Linked DNA regions of Capra hircus: region 1 is linked to region 2. A link is a contact called in public Hi-C data. All regions are on one chromosome and are shown on one strand. The core of a region is the stretch at or near the end of the contact, and the rest is flanking DNA. Distances in the headings are between cores, read along the strand shown.

Evidence for each region. Hi-C and Micro-C count contacts between places; a contact is called where the count stands out from the background.
Region 1: a contact with region 2 is called in a Hi-C map of blood, with 1.8 times the contacts expected there. The contact joins two enhancer-like sites. A contact is called at or near these places in 2 of 5 Hi-C or Micro-C datasets (both in blood).

Annotation. Positions count from the first base shown.
Region 1 is chr25:25,724,618-25,731,633 of ARS1.2, forward strand. It overlaps SBK1 (serine/threonine-protein kinase SBK1), which reads left to right. Exons shown (of 4, transcript XM_018040964.1): 2 at 2,120-2,352; 3 at 4,109-4,311; 4 at 5,448-7,016. The coding sequence starts at 2,127. The coding sequence ends at 6,287. Among named protein-coding and RNA genes, the nearest start is that of TRNAC-GCA, 11 kb to the right of the region's middle. Within about 2 kb of position 2,179, at least 1 of the 5 cell types and tissues checked has an H3K27ac peak or open chromatin away from gene starts, as enhancers often do.
Region 2 is chr25:25,690,847-25,697,921 of ARS1.2, forward strand. All of the region lies in intron 1 of SBK1 (serine/threonine-protein kinase SBK1), which reads left to right. Among named protein-coding and RNA genes, the nearest start is that of SBK1, 14 kb to the left of the region's middle. Within about 2 kb of position 2,130, at least 2 of the 5 cell types and tissues checked have an H3K27ac peak or open chromatin away from gene starts, as enhancers often do.

The DNA.
Region 1 (7,016 bases), core at 929-3,428, 34 kb after region 2:
CCCCGCCCCCCCCCCCCCCCCCGCACCCCGCAGCCAGCCAGGAGGACGTGCAGATGGAGCTCCGTTTGGGGCTGGGTGGGAGGCAGGAAGTTCCCTCCTGATGTTCTTCTTCTCCGCGTGAAGTGGGAGGCTGGGTCGTGCCGAGGGGGAAGGGGAAAGCAGAGGAGGAAAAGAGGGTTTGGGCCTGGAAGGGGAGCGGCCGGGCCAGGGTAGAGACACCAGGCTCCCGGGCTGGGCTCACCCCAGCTGAGCAGGCGAGCATCATCGGAATGAGAAGGCAACCACACCTGCCTCTTGAGGGGCGCTTACTGTGCACCAGGCACCAACCACTTAATGTCCTATAATCCTCAGGGAAAAGATACTATTGTATTCTTTTTATAAGGTGGGGAAACCGAGGCACAAAGACAGGAAGTAACTTGCTCAAGGACATCCAGCTAGCAAGTCATCGAGCCCGGCTTCCAACTAGGCAGTCTGGCTCCAAGTCTGTGCCTTCACTCTGAACCACGAGGGCAGGGCTGGGGGCTGAGGGGCAGGCTGTGGGTACCGAGAGCGCTGGTGGTCCACCTACAGGAGGGAGAAGGGAGAGAGGGCGGAGAAGCTGCACCCGGGGATGGCTGCTGAGGCTCAGCCCAGAGGGGGTTCATCGGCGACCTCCTTCATTGGTGCATAGGCAGACATGGGCACACAGACACTTGCTCCCGGTTGCTTGGCTCCCTGGTCTAAGCCTCCCCCCGTTAGACGGACGAGAAATGCAAACCCCAGATAAGCATTCGCTGTCACCCACCCCTGAACGCTTCCCACTGCAGCTCTCTGCGCCCCCAGCACCATCAGGAGGCAAACTCAGTATCCCCGAAGGGGTCGGTGTGTCCAGGAAGCCCCCTCCCCCAGCCCGTGTGAACACGGAAGGGGACCAGCGGTGAAAGTGGAGGGTGGGTCATGGTGGAACAGGCATTCTGTCCTTGTATCCGAGGAGCCTGGGCGGGGACCCAGGAGCTACAGCTGCAGCTGTGTACTTGAGCTGGGCTGTGTGTGGTCGTCTGAGGTCGGGGGACAGATTATAAGGCCTTGGTGGGGATGTGGCCAGCCTGCGCCGCCCTGCCAGGGTTTTATCTGAGACTTCTGCCCCGTTACGGCTTCCCTGGAGGTTCAGTCGGTGAAGAATCCGCCTGCAATGCAGGACACCTGGGTTCCATCCCTGGGTCGGGAAGATCCCCTGGAAAAGGAAATGGCTACCCAGTCCAGTATTCTTGCCTGAGAAACCCCACAGACAGCAGAACCTGGCGTGCTGCAGTCCATGGGGTCGCAAAGAGCCGAAACGACTGTGTGACTGAACAACCTCCCCTCACACCCCCCCTGCCCCTCCCCAGCCTTATTTTCTCTATAGCCAATGTCACCTTTTATCACAATATATAATTTGTGGGCTTACTGTGTATTGTCCATTTCCCCACCTTGAACTGTGTGTCTGTGTGTTCAGGGCTGTGTCCCCAGGGCTCCAAACTGCACCTGGCAAACAGCAAGTGCTGATCAATACTTGTGAATGGGAGCACCCGTGTGAACTCAGTATGTGGCATGTCTTTGTGTGACATAAACACGTGTGCCTTGCCTGACACTGTGTCTGGATCATAGCATGAGACGCCCAAGTAGGGAGTGGTGGGACAATGGCCGTGTCTCTGGGGATTGCTGGCTCAGGCCTGACCCTGAAGCTTCAGGGAAAGGATGGGGACTTCCCAGGTGATTCTTCTTTACCACTGAACCAGGTGACTCAGTGGTAAAGAACCTGCTTTACCTGTCCTGAGACGTAAGAGATGCAGGTTTGAACCCTGGGGCAGGAAGATCCCTGGCGGAGGCCATGGCAACACCCTCCAGTATTCTTGCCTGGAGAATCCCATGGACAGAAGAGCCTGGTGAGCTACGAGTCTGTGGGGTCTCAAAGAGTTTGGACACGCCTTAGCAACTAAACAACCAACCATTTGCAGCAAAGATGCTTGTCGCCGCCTGGTGGTCATCTTAGGCCTGGCATCAGGCCCAGCCCCAGACATCCTGGGCCCTGGACGGGGAGGAGGTGGGGAGTGGAGGGGTCTGATGTCACACTCCATCCCTCTCCCCACCCCCACACCAGGGAGAAGATGAGCGTGGGCTGCCCAGAGCCGGAGCCGCCCCACTCCCTGCCCTGCTGCGGGCCAGGGACCGCCCCCGGGCTGGGTGCCGGCGTGCCCCTCCTCACCGAAGACATGCAGGCGCTGACCCTCCGCACAGTGGCCGCGAGCGACGTCACCAAGCACTACGAACTTGTCCGGGAGCTGGGCAAGGGCACCTATGGGAAGGTCGACCTCGTGGCCTACAAGGGCACGGGTGAGTATCTGCAGGGCGGCCCGCTGTAAGACAGGAGTGGGGACCTGGTGGGGGCTCTCTGTGGGGGCCAGGAGGCCAGCAGGGAAGGAGAGTCTGTGCTACCAGTGGAGAGAGTGTGGTGTGAAGCAGCCTGGGAAAGCGGGGACAAGGGAGGAATCTCTGGGGAAAGTGGGCTGCTCTGGGGCCATCCACAGTGCCCTGAGGACAGGACAGCCAAAGAGGACGAGATGGTGGGATGGCATCACTGAATCAATGGACATGAGTGTGAGCAAACTCCGGGAGATAGTGAAGGACAGGGAAGCCTGGCATGCTGCAGTCCATCGGGTCACCAAGAGTCAGACACAACTGAGCAACTGAACAAAAGTGCCCTCAGGACAGTCAAGGAGGTGTGCCTGGGGACATGTGGAATCAGGGGAAAGGTCAGGGCTGGCAGTGGTGTTTGGGGGATGACCAGCATATATGTGATAGCTGTCCCCGGGAGGGTGGACCAAACTGAACTGGGGTCCTCGCGAACAGAGCACCATGCTTAACAGCAGGTGGGAGAGGGCCCTGTGAGGTCCATGTGGCTGCTCCATTCCTCAGATCCCGAGGACACTGAGACCCAGAAAGATGCAGTCACTCAGCCCAGGTCATGCAGCTACAGAAGGTGTGAGCTAGGATGAGCCCCCAGTCATCAGCTCCAGGGCCTTCTCGCTTAACTGCTAAACGTGATGCCTTCCCCACAGTGTAAGCTCACTGCAGTGCCCATCAGCCAGCCAGGGATGGGGGCTGCATAGGTGCCCACAGCTGCATTCAGAGGGGACAGGGCCAGAAGGAGGAACCTTGGACATGGGGTCACCTGAGCTTGGCTGCTTGCTTGCTGTGTGACCTGGGGCAAGTGACTTAACCTCTCTGTGCCTAGGTTTCCTCCTTTGTGAAACAGAGGAGTATTAATGCCCAGCTGATAGGGTCTTTATAAAAAGTGAGTTGTGAACATGAAGTGCAGAAGGCAAGACCCGCAATGTGTAAGCTCTCTGTGAACACACACGTGTCACACAGCTCTGTACCCAGGTGGGTACAGATGGCTGCTCAAGCTCACAGTCGGGGACACGTGCCTTGCAGGCCCTCACCTCTGTGTGTCTAGTGCCTTCTTACTTATTCATCTACTTAACAAAAGTTTTCGGAGCACCTGCAGTGCACCAGGCTCTTCTGTGAGCGCTGGAGATACAAGAGCAAACAAGACACAGGTTCCTGGGACTCCCTGGTGGTCCAGTGGTTGGGACTTCAGCTCCCAGTGCAGGGGAGTGCCCGTTCCATCCCTGGTCAGGGCACTGGGACGGCACATGCCTCACAGCCAAGGAACAGAAGCAATAATGCAACAAATTCATGAAAGACTTGAAAAAATGGTCCACAACAAAAAAATCTTAAAAAAAAAGATAGTTTCCTGTGCTCAAGGGCCTTCTGACCAGGGGCAGGCAGACAAGATACTAAGTACACAATGTGTCAGGAGGAAAAGGAGAGGGTGGAGGAAGCAGCAGGCCCCCCTCATGGAGGGCTGCGGGCGGGGCAGAGAGGACCCAGGCTAACGCCTGACTTGCTGCAGGGCCTTCCCCTCTCTGGGCCTCAGTTTCCTACCTGTGAAACAACAGCCTGCCCACTGGGGCTCCCGTCGAGTCATGTGCTGCAGCCCAGACAGGCTGCACAGACAGGCCCGGCTGTGTGAGGCGCAGGGGCGCAGGGAGAGGAGTCCTCACCACTCTCACTGTCGCCCCGCTAGGCACGAAGATGGCGCTGAAGTTTGTGAACAAGAGCAAAACCAAGCTGAAGAACTTCCTGCGGGAGGTGAGCATTACCAACAGCCTCTCCTCCAGCCCCTTCATCATCAAGGTTTTTGACGTCGTGTTTGAGACGGAAGACTGCTATGTCTTCGCCCAGGAGTACGCGCCCGCCGGGGACCTGTTCGACATTATTCCTCCTCAGGTACTGGAGCAGTGGCTGAGGGAGGGGAGAGGCTCTTCTGGGTCCCCAAGTGTGAGAGCTGAAGAGGAGTCAGGCCACTCGCTTAAATCATTTATTAGGCGCCTACTGTATATCAGTCATTGTTTGGAGGGCTGCGGATACACAGTGAACAAAAGCTCCTGCTATGGGCCTAGTGGGGGAAACAGATACTCTACAGTTGGCCACATGAGGCACTAAGATGATGGAGAAGGGAATGGCAACCCACTCCGGTATTCTTGCCTGGAGAATCCCAGGGACAGAGGAGCCTGGCCTGCTACAGTTCACAGGGTCACAAAGAGACACGACTGAATTGACTTAGGCACCGAACTGTGATAAGGACCAGCCGGTGGGTGGGATGAAGTCCAGCAGCCCCCTCCTCCGCTGCTGTATAGGAGGTGGGGACCCAAGAGGGAAGGTGGCAGGGCCACCAGCCTTCCCAGAGGAGGTGCCCGGGATGGGGAGACTGCCCCCGGGATTCCCGGCACCTGGCCAGGATGAAACACTGCCCTGCCGCTCACCGGATAAGTGACAAGGCCTCTCAGAGCTGCCGTTTACGTGAGATGGGCATACAGCAGACCATGCCGGATAGGGTCCTTATTAACCCAGTACTTGGCCCAAAGCAGGCGCTCCGTACAGGTACTGGGGGAAAAGGTGGGGAAGGTTCGAGGGGTGTGTGAAAACCCGGGGGTCAAGGAGGGAGCCGGGGATGCCCAAGTAGGATAAGGAAGGGCGGCTGGCCCCGGATTTGCCCAGGAAAGGGACCCCGCAAGGAGTTCGGGTTGAGGGACGGGGCGGGGGCGGGGATGGGAGGGAGGGGGCGGGGATGGGAGGGAGGGGGCGGGGATGGGAGGGAGGGGGCGGGGATGGGAGGGAGGGGGCGGGGATGGGAGGGAGGGGCGGTTGGGGGGCGGGGATTGGGAGGAGGGGGCGGGGATTGGGAGGAGGGGGCGGGGATTGGGAGGAGGGGGGCGGGGATTGGGAGGAGAGGGCCGGGCGGAGAGGGCCGGGCGGAGAGGGCCGGGCGGAGAGGGCCGGGCGGGGTGGGGGAGGAAGGAGACGGCCGGGTGGAACCTGTCCGCGCCCCTGAGCCGCCCTCCGGCCCTCTCCTCCGGCCGCAGGTGGGGCTCCCCGAGGACACCGTGAAGCGCTGCGTGCAGCAGCTGGGCCTGGCGCTGGACTTCATGCACGGTCGGCAGCTGGTGCACCGCGACATCAAGCCGGAAAACGTGCTGCTGTTTGACCGCGAGTGCCGGCGCGTGAAGCTGGCCGACTTCGGCATGACGCGCCGCGTGGGCTGCCGCGTGAAGCGGGTGAGCGGCACCATCCCGTACACAGCGCCCGAGGTGTGCCAGGCGGGCCGCGCCGACGGCTTCGCGGTGGACACTGGCGTGGATGTGTGGGCCTTCGGCGTGCTCATCTTCTGCGTGCTCACCGGCAACTTCCCGTGGGAGGCGGCGTCGGGCGCCGACGCCTTCTTCGAGGAGTTCGTGCGCTGGCAGCGGGGCCGCCTGCCGGGGCTGCCGTCGCAGTGGCGCCGCTTCACCGAGCCAGCGCTGCGCATGTTCCAGCGGCTCCTGGCGCTGGAGCCCGAGCGCCGCGGGCCGGCTAAGGAGGTCTTCCGCTTCCTCAAGCACGAGCTCACGTCCGAGCTGCGGCGCCGGCCCTCGCACCGCGCGCGCAAGCCCGCCGGGGACCGCCCGCCGGCCGCCGGGCCGCTGCGCCTCGAGGCGCCCGGGCCGCTCAAGCGGACGGTGCTGACCGAGAGCGGCAGCGGCTCTCGGCCCGCGCCTCCCACCGTCGGGCCCGGACCTGTGCCGGTCCCCGTCCCCGTGCCCGTGCCGGTCCCCGTGCCCGAGCCCGGCCTGGCCCCCCCGGGGCCTCCCGGCAGGACCGACGGCCGCCCGGACAAAAGCAAAGGGCAGGTGGTGCTGGCCACGGCCATCGAGATCTGCGTCTGAGCCGCCCCCGCCGCCCTCGGGGCCCGGGCGCCGAGCAGCAGCCAGGCCGGGGCGCAGGGAGCCGCCCTGGCCGAAGCGGCCAGCCCCCTGCGGCGGCAGGAGGGAGTAGTGGTAGGCGAGGCAGGCGCCCGGCCCGGCGGCGGGCCGGTGAGATGCCACCAAAGGAGCCCAGCCCCACAGACCCGAGGATTCAGAGGCCCCACCCTCACCCCCACCCCCGACACCAGGAGCAAGGGAGCTTGCCGGCAGACTCCCCCACACCTCCCTGAACCTGGGACCCTGAACTAGTGGCTCCGGGCCCTTTGCACCCCCCTGGCAGATCGTCCAGCAGCCCTACCCCTTTTCCTGCCCCCCTCCCAACCTTCCCGCCCCCACCCCCACCCTGGGAACGAAAAGGAACTCAAGTGCTGGGGTCGAGAAAGGGCTTAGGGCGTCTAGGCACTCACTGGCTGGGAGGAGGGCGGTGAGCCGAGGGCAGGGGTGTTGTTCATCTGAGACCGGCCCCTTTCCAGGGAGGGTTAGAGGGGAGGGACCACGCCCCCTGCAAAAATGTAGCAAACGTCTGGATGTCACAGCAGTGTGTGTGTAAACACAGGCCCCAAGAATCCAGTGACTCTCCCACCACCCAGTCCTTCCCCCCAACCCATGAGGACACAGAGCCCAAAAGGAGGGCGGCTGGCCAAGATCACACACAGCCAGAGAGGCTGCAGCCCTCCCCCTCCCCTTACA
Region 2 (7,075 bases), core at 880-3,379:
ATGCAAAATGCTGATAATCAGGGAAAATGCAGAGGGGGCAGGTATACATGAAAAGTCTCTGTACTTCGTGTTCAGTTGTTCTATAAATCTAAAACTAAAACAGAAAATCTATCATAAAAGGGAAAAGGGGGGAAAGAAATCATGGTATCCCACAGAAAGTTGTGTTTCCATACTATGTAAATACTACCAATCTTTTTTTTTCCCCCCTTTTGGCTGTGCGGCAAAGTTCCCCAACCAGGGATCGAACCCACGCCCCCTGTAGTGGAAGCACGGAGCCCTAACCACTGGGCAACTAGGAAAGTCCCCAACACTATCAATCGTTTTTTTTTTTTTTTTTAATTTTTGGCTGTACCGGGTCTTCATTGCCGCACGAGGGCTTTCTCTAGTCATGGCAAGTGTGGGCTACTCTCTAGATGCCATAGTGAGATGTAGCCTTCTCACTATGGTGGCTTCTCTGATTGCGGTGCACAGGCTTTAGGGCACGGTCTAAAGGAGGTCTAAACTAGAGGAGGGTGCAGTCGTTGTGGCACATGGCCTTTATAGCCCCGCGGTATGCGGGATCTTTCCGGACCAAGAATCGAACCCATGTCCTCTGCACTTGCAGGTGGATTCTTAACCACTGGACTACCAAGGAAGTCCCGCCAACACTACCAATCTTATCAATACTGTGATGTAACTGTTCCCGGAGGGCGGGAGACAGGAAGTGGAGGGAATGGACATCAGAGAACTCCATCTTCATCTTCCAGCATGAGAAGTGGAGATGAAAAGCATAACCTAAAACATGCTACGCAGGAAACATAGGAATGAAAATTACTAATACTCAGCTAAAAGGATGGAAATGATTGTCCCAAAGCAGTGGGAAATGGGAGTGGGAGCTGCTCGTGTTTCTTGATAGAAATGGATGGAGACGTGTGGTAGAGGGGAGTCCTGAAGAGTCCAGGGCCCAAAGGAGGGGTTGGCCTCGGGAGAAGGGCCTCCCCACCCCCACTAAAGCTGCTGGAAGAAGTGAGAGTGAGGGGCTGGGTGGGTTTGTGCTTTGATAAAAGGAGCCAATGAAACTGCATCCGGTCCACCTGTATTCTCAGCGAAATGGGAACCGTGGTTTGAGAAGTGAGGAGAAGGTTGGAGGACATTGCCGCTCAGAGGAGGGTGCAGAGGCCAACAGCATCAGCACCCCTGGGGGGCTGGTTAGACATGCAGCTCAGGCCTCACCAAGATTCCTAGGAGAGGTGCAAGCAAATTAAAATTTGAGAAGGCCTGGTCAGAGAGAGTGGGGAAGGGCTACTGGCAGGCATACTGGGGTTGTGGGGTGGCAGCGAGTGCCTCATGAAGACCATGAAGGGAAACTCTCTACTTAGTGGGGAACCCTCGGACCAGTGCTGGCTTGTATGGTGCAGGCAGAAAGCAGGTGATGGTTGGCGTTTTGCCAGGCAGGTTCTCCAACAGGAGAGCTGGACACAGCGGGGTGGAGATGAAGGTGCCAGGGAGCAGCCATGGTGATGGTGGTGTGCAGAACCCAAGCAGGGCACGGTGGATCATCATGGCAGAAGGGGGCTGATGGGCAGTGAGAAAGGGATGGGGGCCCTGGACTGGTGGCCTCGATGGGGTGAAAAAACTGTTGCTTGTGGGTACCAGATGAAGAGGATGGAGAGGGAAACACAGAGGGAGGTGATCAAAACAGAATCTCAGAGCGGGTGGGGTGTGGGGTAATTATATGGTCTGGGATGTGAGCCTCAGAGGTGGACGGGAGCAGAGAGGGTTAAAGGTGTCAGGAAAGGCCAGAGAACCAAAAGGCTGAGATCTCCACCCTCCACCTGAGGTTTGAACTCCGAAGGTCCAGTGATGGTGAGAGAAGAGGCTGATTCCTTTGCTCTGGGCGTGGCCGTGCATCAGGACTTCTGAAAGCTCCCGGGCAGACTAGAATGTGCAGCAGAGTTTGAGAACCACGGGTATAGACAAGAATACCCAGGTTCTGACAGAGAGAAAGAGACGCCGGGGAGTAACCGGAAGGCTCCCTGGGGCTGGCATCGCTGATGGAGCCTGACCAGGTGAAAGGGGAAGCCGGGTAGGGGCCGCCTGTGGCAGGTGAGAAGGTGGAGATGTTGCGGTCTTCCCGCTGGAAAACTGAATGTGTGTGCGCGCTCGTGCGTGCGTGCAGGCGTGTGAGACAGACAAGAGACTCAGAGACAGCGAGTCGGGCGGCCGGCGAGCCCCTCGTCTGTCCTGCACTGCGGCGAGTTGGCCACTAGAGGGAGCGCTGCGCCCGCACATGCAGGGACAGCACCGCTCGTTCCGTCCGTCTGTCCGTGCTGCTTCGGTCTTTTTCTGACAGAGTTTATGTCCAAGCTCAGATTCTGCAGGTAGATACCCCTGGGTTTAACTCCAGGTCCCGCTACTTTTAGGCTGCGTGACCTTAGCCAGTTACCCGACCGTTCTGTGACCCAGTTTCGTCCTGCGTCCAGCTGTAACTCTGACCTGAGACGGTTCAGAGGATGAATGAGGTCAGGCGTGTGAAGCGCTGCGCCACACTGGGAGATGGCTAACCCGATCTGACAGTGCCGGAGGTTCTGCCACCGCCTCTGTCTCTCTCTGCTTCTCCTGCAGCCCCTCAGCCCAGCCCTGCCCAGCCTAGATCCAGGGGAAGAAACAGAGGTCGGTTTCTGGAATGTTCCAGAGCAGAGGCAGAGTTAAGGGTGGCCTGTAAGGCAGGAACAAGCCTGGGTGCCTCCCTTTCCTGTTAGTCTTGCTGGTTCTCTTTGTTTGGGAGCAGACTTCACCCTGTGGCTCATTCCTGGCCATGGTCTTCTCCTTCTGATCCCAGGCCTTCTCCTGCTCCTCCAGGCAGCCAGGGGACCAGCAGTTGCCCTTGCCTGGCAGCCATATCATCCTTGAGAAATGTCACCGTCTGGTGCCTCCACCAAGGGCTCAGAAGGGGTGCTCCATCCTAACTGCCCCAGTCCTTCCAGGATCCTGCCCAGACCAGCCAAGAGCTGGCCTACGAGGCCACACCTCGGGAAGAAGTGTCTTCGTTTTATCTGTATTCCCAGGCTGGCCGAGGCCGCTGGTATGGAGGTCGCGATGTGTAGAAGACCCACAGAAGCAGCCCCCCTGTGTTATCCTTGGTCCCTCAGAGGGGGTCTAGCCTTCCTGACTATTTTTAATCAATGATTTGCTAACATTTTACAAATAAGATCCAGGTTTCTAACTTCTGGAAAATTAGAAGCTCTGAAAACCTGAGTTCACATTCCCATGTGACAGCAATGGGCCACAGGGGAGGGGAGGCCACCACTCAGATGGGCTAGGGCTCTCCCGCTCACCACTGTCCCCCACCCAGGTCATGCACCCCATTCACAGTCCCTCCCTGGGGACTCAGTGTCTCAGTCTGACTCCATGAAAGGAGAACTGTGCCCAAGAGGCTTCATGTACCTTGTCCATGTTGCAGCCACTGGCCCCAGGCAGGCAGAAACGCAGAGGGAGAGGGGTAGGGTCCCAGCATTGAGAGCAGACCTTCAGGGGCAAGGAATCCAGGGTCCAGAGAGCTGCTTGGTGTCCTCAGCTGTTGGTGGAATTTCACGGTCCAGAGGCTGAAGGCAAATAACACACACACACACACACACCCCACCCCATTGTCCAATCTGTCAGCAGATCCTGTCACTTCTCATCACTTCTGTTCCTACTACCTGGTCCCTAGCTATCTTGTTTCACTTCGCTGGGTACTGGAGCCTCCTCACTTCCCTTCTTGCGCCACCAGAGGGAGCCTGTTAAAACCTATAATCCACCTTCTCCCTCCTCTGCTCAAAACCCTCCAAGGACTGCCACTGCTCTCAGAGTCAAAGGCAAAGGTTTACTGTGGCCCTGGATGAACTGTCCCCATCACCTCTCAACTCCTCCCAGGCTCCATCAGCCTCGTTGTTCCTGGGCATCCCCAAGCATACACTCTGGCCTCAGGGCCTTTGCACTGGCTCTTCCCTCTGCCTGCCTGCCCTCATTTCAGCATGGCTCCCTTCCTCCCTCACCTCTTTCAAGTTTCTGCTCAAAAGGAACCTTCTCTGTGAAGCCCTCCCTGCTTTATGTCTTCCCTCCATGAATCCCATGAAGTATGGTCCTTTCTTCACATACCCTGTTTGTTGTCTTCTCCCCTCACTACAATGGATGCGGGCAGTGATTTTTCTGTTTTGTTCACTGCAAATGTTGCCTGGTACATAGGAGGCACTTGATAATATTTAGTAACTGAATGGATGAATGAACAAATATGTGAAACGAGGGCAGTAACAGTCCCAGTAAGCAGAGTGGCTGTGAGAACTCAGTTAATATGTATCACGCAGGGCCCCAAACTTGGGCTCTAATGCTCTGTGGTTGGTATCTTAGAATTTTTTCTTTTCTTTTTCTGTCTGTGCCATGCAGCTTGTGGGATCTTAGCTCCCCAACCAGGGATTGAACCCATGCCCTCAGGTTAGTACAGAGTCCTAACGGCTGGACTGCCAGGGTATTCCCAGCAGCTTGCCTTTCTTCATCATATCATCATTGAAGTGTAAGTGAAGTCTGAGTAACGGTGGCACAAGCGAAACTTCCCTGGCGGTCCAGTGGTTAAGACTCTGTGCTTCCACTGCAGGGGGCACAGGCTCAGTCCCTGGTCGGAGAACTACGGTCCTGCATGCCACAGTCAAGGTTGATGTGCTTGGTCTAGCAGCGGCCTGGATACCAGGAAGGTTCCACGTCGGGTGTGCATCAAGGGGCCCCAGGCATCCGTGATGCCCAAGGCAGCATCATGTTCAATGGCAAATATAGAACACTGTGGCAGGCAGAGAGAGAGGTTTGGATAGGAAGGGAAAGCCTCTCTCCTGCTTTCTAGATAAGAAGCCTCACATTCTGTAGCTGGCCCTTGTGTCAAGGACACACACCTCACAAACAGTATGTACTCCAGCCATGGGCACTGTTGCTGTTGTTACTCAACGGCCCACGATCAGAGGGAAATAGTGCCCAGCAAGAGAAAGCCCCCAGGCTCCTGGGCCAGTCGCTGCTGTAAGCAATGGGTGGAAGACAAGCCACGCCCCTTCCTCTCGGCCTCAGCTGCCGCATCTGTGAGCTGGGAGAGCACCAGGCAGGTTTCCCTCTGAAACCTGGGGGACGTGTGGGTGGCAGTCATGGTTGCCGGTCAGGGATTGTAGTGGCTGCTCTGCTAGGAGCCTGGTCAGGGCTCATTTTCAGCCTCCATCTCCGAAATGTTCAAAGGGGGGATAGAGCTTTAACCCCTTAGGGATGGGTAACAGGGCACCAGGTTGTCGATGGGGACTTCAACCCAAGCATCAGTAGCATGCATGGCCCGTAACTTCAGGAGGTGGCCGCAGACCCTGATGGTCAGTGCGGGCCCTGGTAGTGGCCTTAGCCCAGTGGAGGCTGCAGATCTGGTGAAAAGGGGAGGTGCCCAGCACTTTGCCTCCGACCCTGTGTCCTGCCTAAGCCCCCATCTCTCCGGAGCCGCTAGGATCGGAGCCATTCTGCCAGATCCACTTAATTAGCCAAGCTCATTAATTCCCACAGGCTTCTCCTCCCCACCTAATTAACTGACTTAATTAGGGCTTGCAGGCCTGGCTCCACCCAGCCTCCCCTCCCTGCTGCAACCCTGCCCACCTCCTCCAGGGCCCTGGCACAGCCCATCCTCTCATCCACTCAGGACCGGGAACCGGTGGGGGCGGGGCTGGGCCCCCCAGCTCTCAGGCCTCCACCCAGTGTCCCTCCTTCTGGTAGGACCAGCCCAGTGCCTCTCCCCGGGCTGCAGCCCAGGACCAAAGGATTGGAAATCGAGAGTGAGAGGTGGGTGGGAAGAGGGATGCAGGTGAGATCAGTGGAATCAGGTGAGCGGAGGCCAGGATGGTGGGGGCTGGAGGGGCTGGGCAGCCAGGTGGTTAGGGGCCTGGACTCCAGAGCCGGCCTGGATTCGAGCCCCAGCTAATGGGTCAGCCTCGGCAACCTCTTCCCTCCCTGCATCTCGGATACAAAATGATCACTCACCCACACAGTAAGTATATTATGAGGTTTAAATGAGTTCATGCTTCAAATCTGGCCAAATGTGTGTTTGTTAAATAAGTAGGAGGGGCTGGAGGAGGGTAGGAGACAGACAGAAGGGGCCATCCTCAGGGGTCAGGGAGACCTCCCACCCCCAGGCAGGCTCTGGGGTGCAGGCAGTGGACTGGGCCTGGGAATTGCAAGCAGGGGCTGCCAACTGGGAGGGACCCTTGGCCTGTTGTTGCTGTTGTTGTTGAGTCGCCAAGTCGTGTCTGACTCTGTGACCCCATGGACCGCAGCGCTCCAGGCCTCTCTGTCCCTCACCATCTCCCGGAGTTTTCCCAAGTTCATGTCCATTGAATCGGTGATGCCATCCAACCGTCTCATCCTCTGTTGCCCCTTTCTCCTCCTGCCCTCAATCTAGTGAAACCCTTGGCCTGGGAGAGGTTAAGAGGACAAGTAGCAAGAAGGGCACAGGACAGGGTGTCCCGTTCCTACTCCAGGGGACGGGAGAGGCTGGCCTTGTTAGCACAGGACTGCCACGGTCATGCCCCAGTTTCTCCATCTGGGGAAGGTCTAGCCTTCTGCAAGCACCTGGCACACCCTCGATACTTGATAAATGTCTAGAGACTCATCCCTGAGCAGTGAGGTGACACAAAAAGATGCTCAATGGCCTTCACCTCCCTGGGGACCAAAGCAAAGAAAGCAGGCTGAGCAGGCAGCAGGCAGGATGCAGATTAGACTTGAGGTGGGACTTCCGGGGTTGAGGAGTACAAGATCCAGAAGGTGTGAAGGAGAAAAAGTGTGTCTGAGCTGCTGAGAGGGCTCAGGGGAGAGATGGACAGGCATCAAGGATCAGAAGGGAGTAAGATGAGGCCCTGAACACTGGCGTGGCCCTTTACCTACTTAGCTCAGAATCTGACATTTATTGGTGTAATTAGTATAGAGATTCCCACCCCCACCCCCCACTAGACTGGAAGCTCCGGAAAGCAAGGATTGTCTGTTTAGCCCACCTTTTTATCCTGGTACACTTTTACAGTTGTTATTTAGTCACTCGGTCCGACTCTTT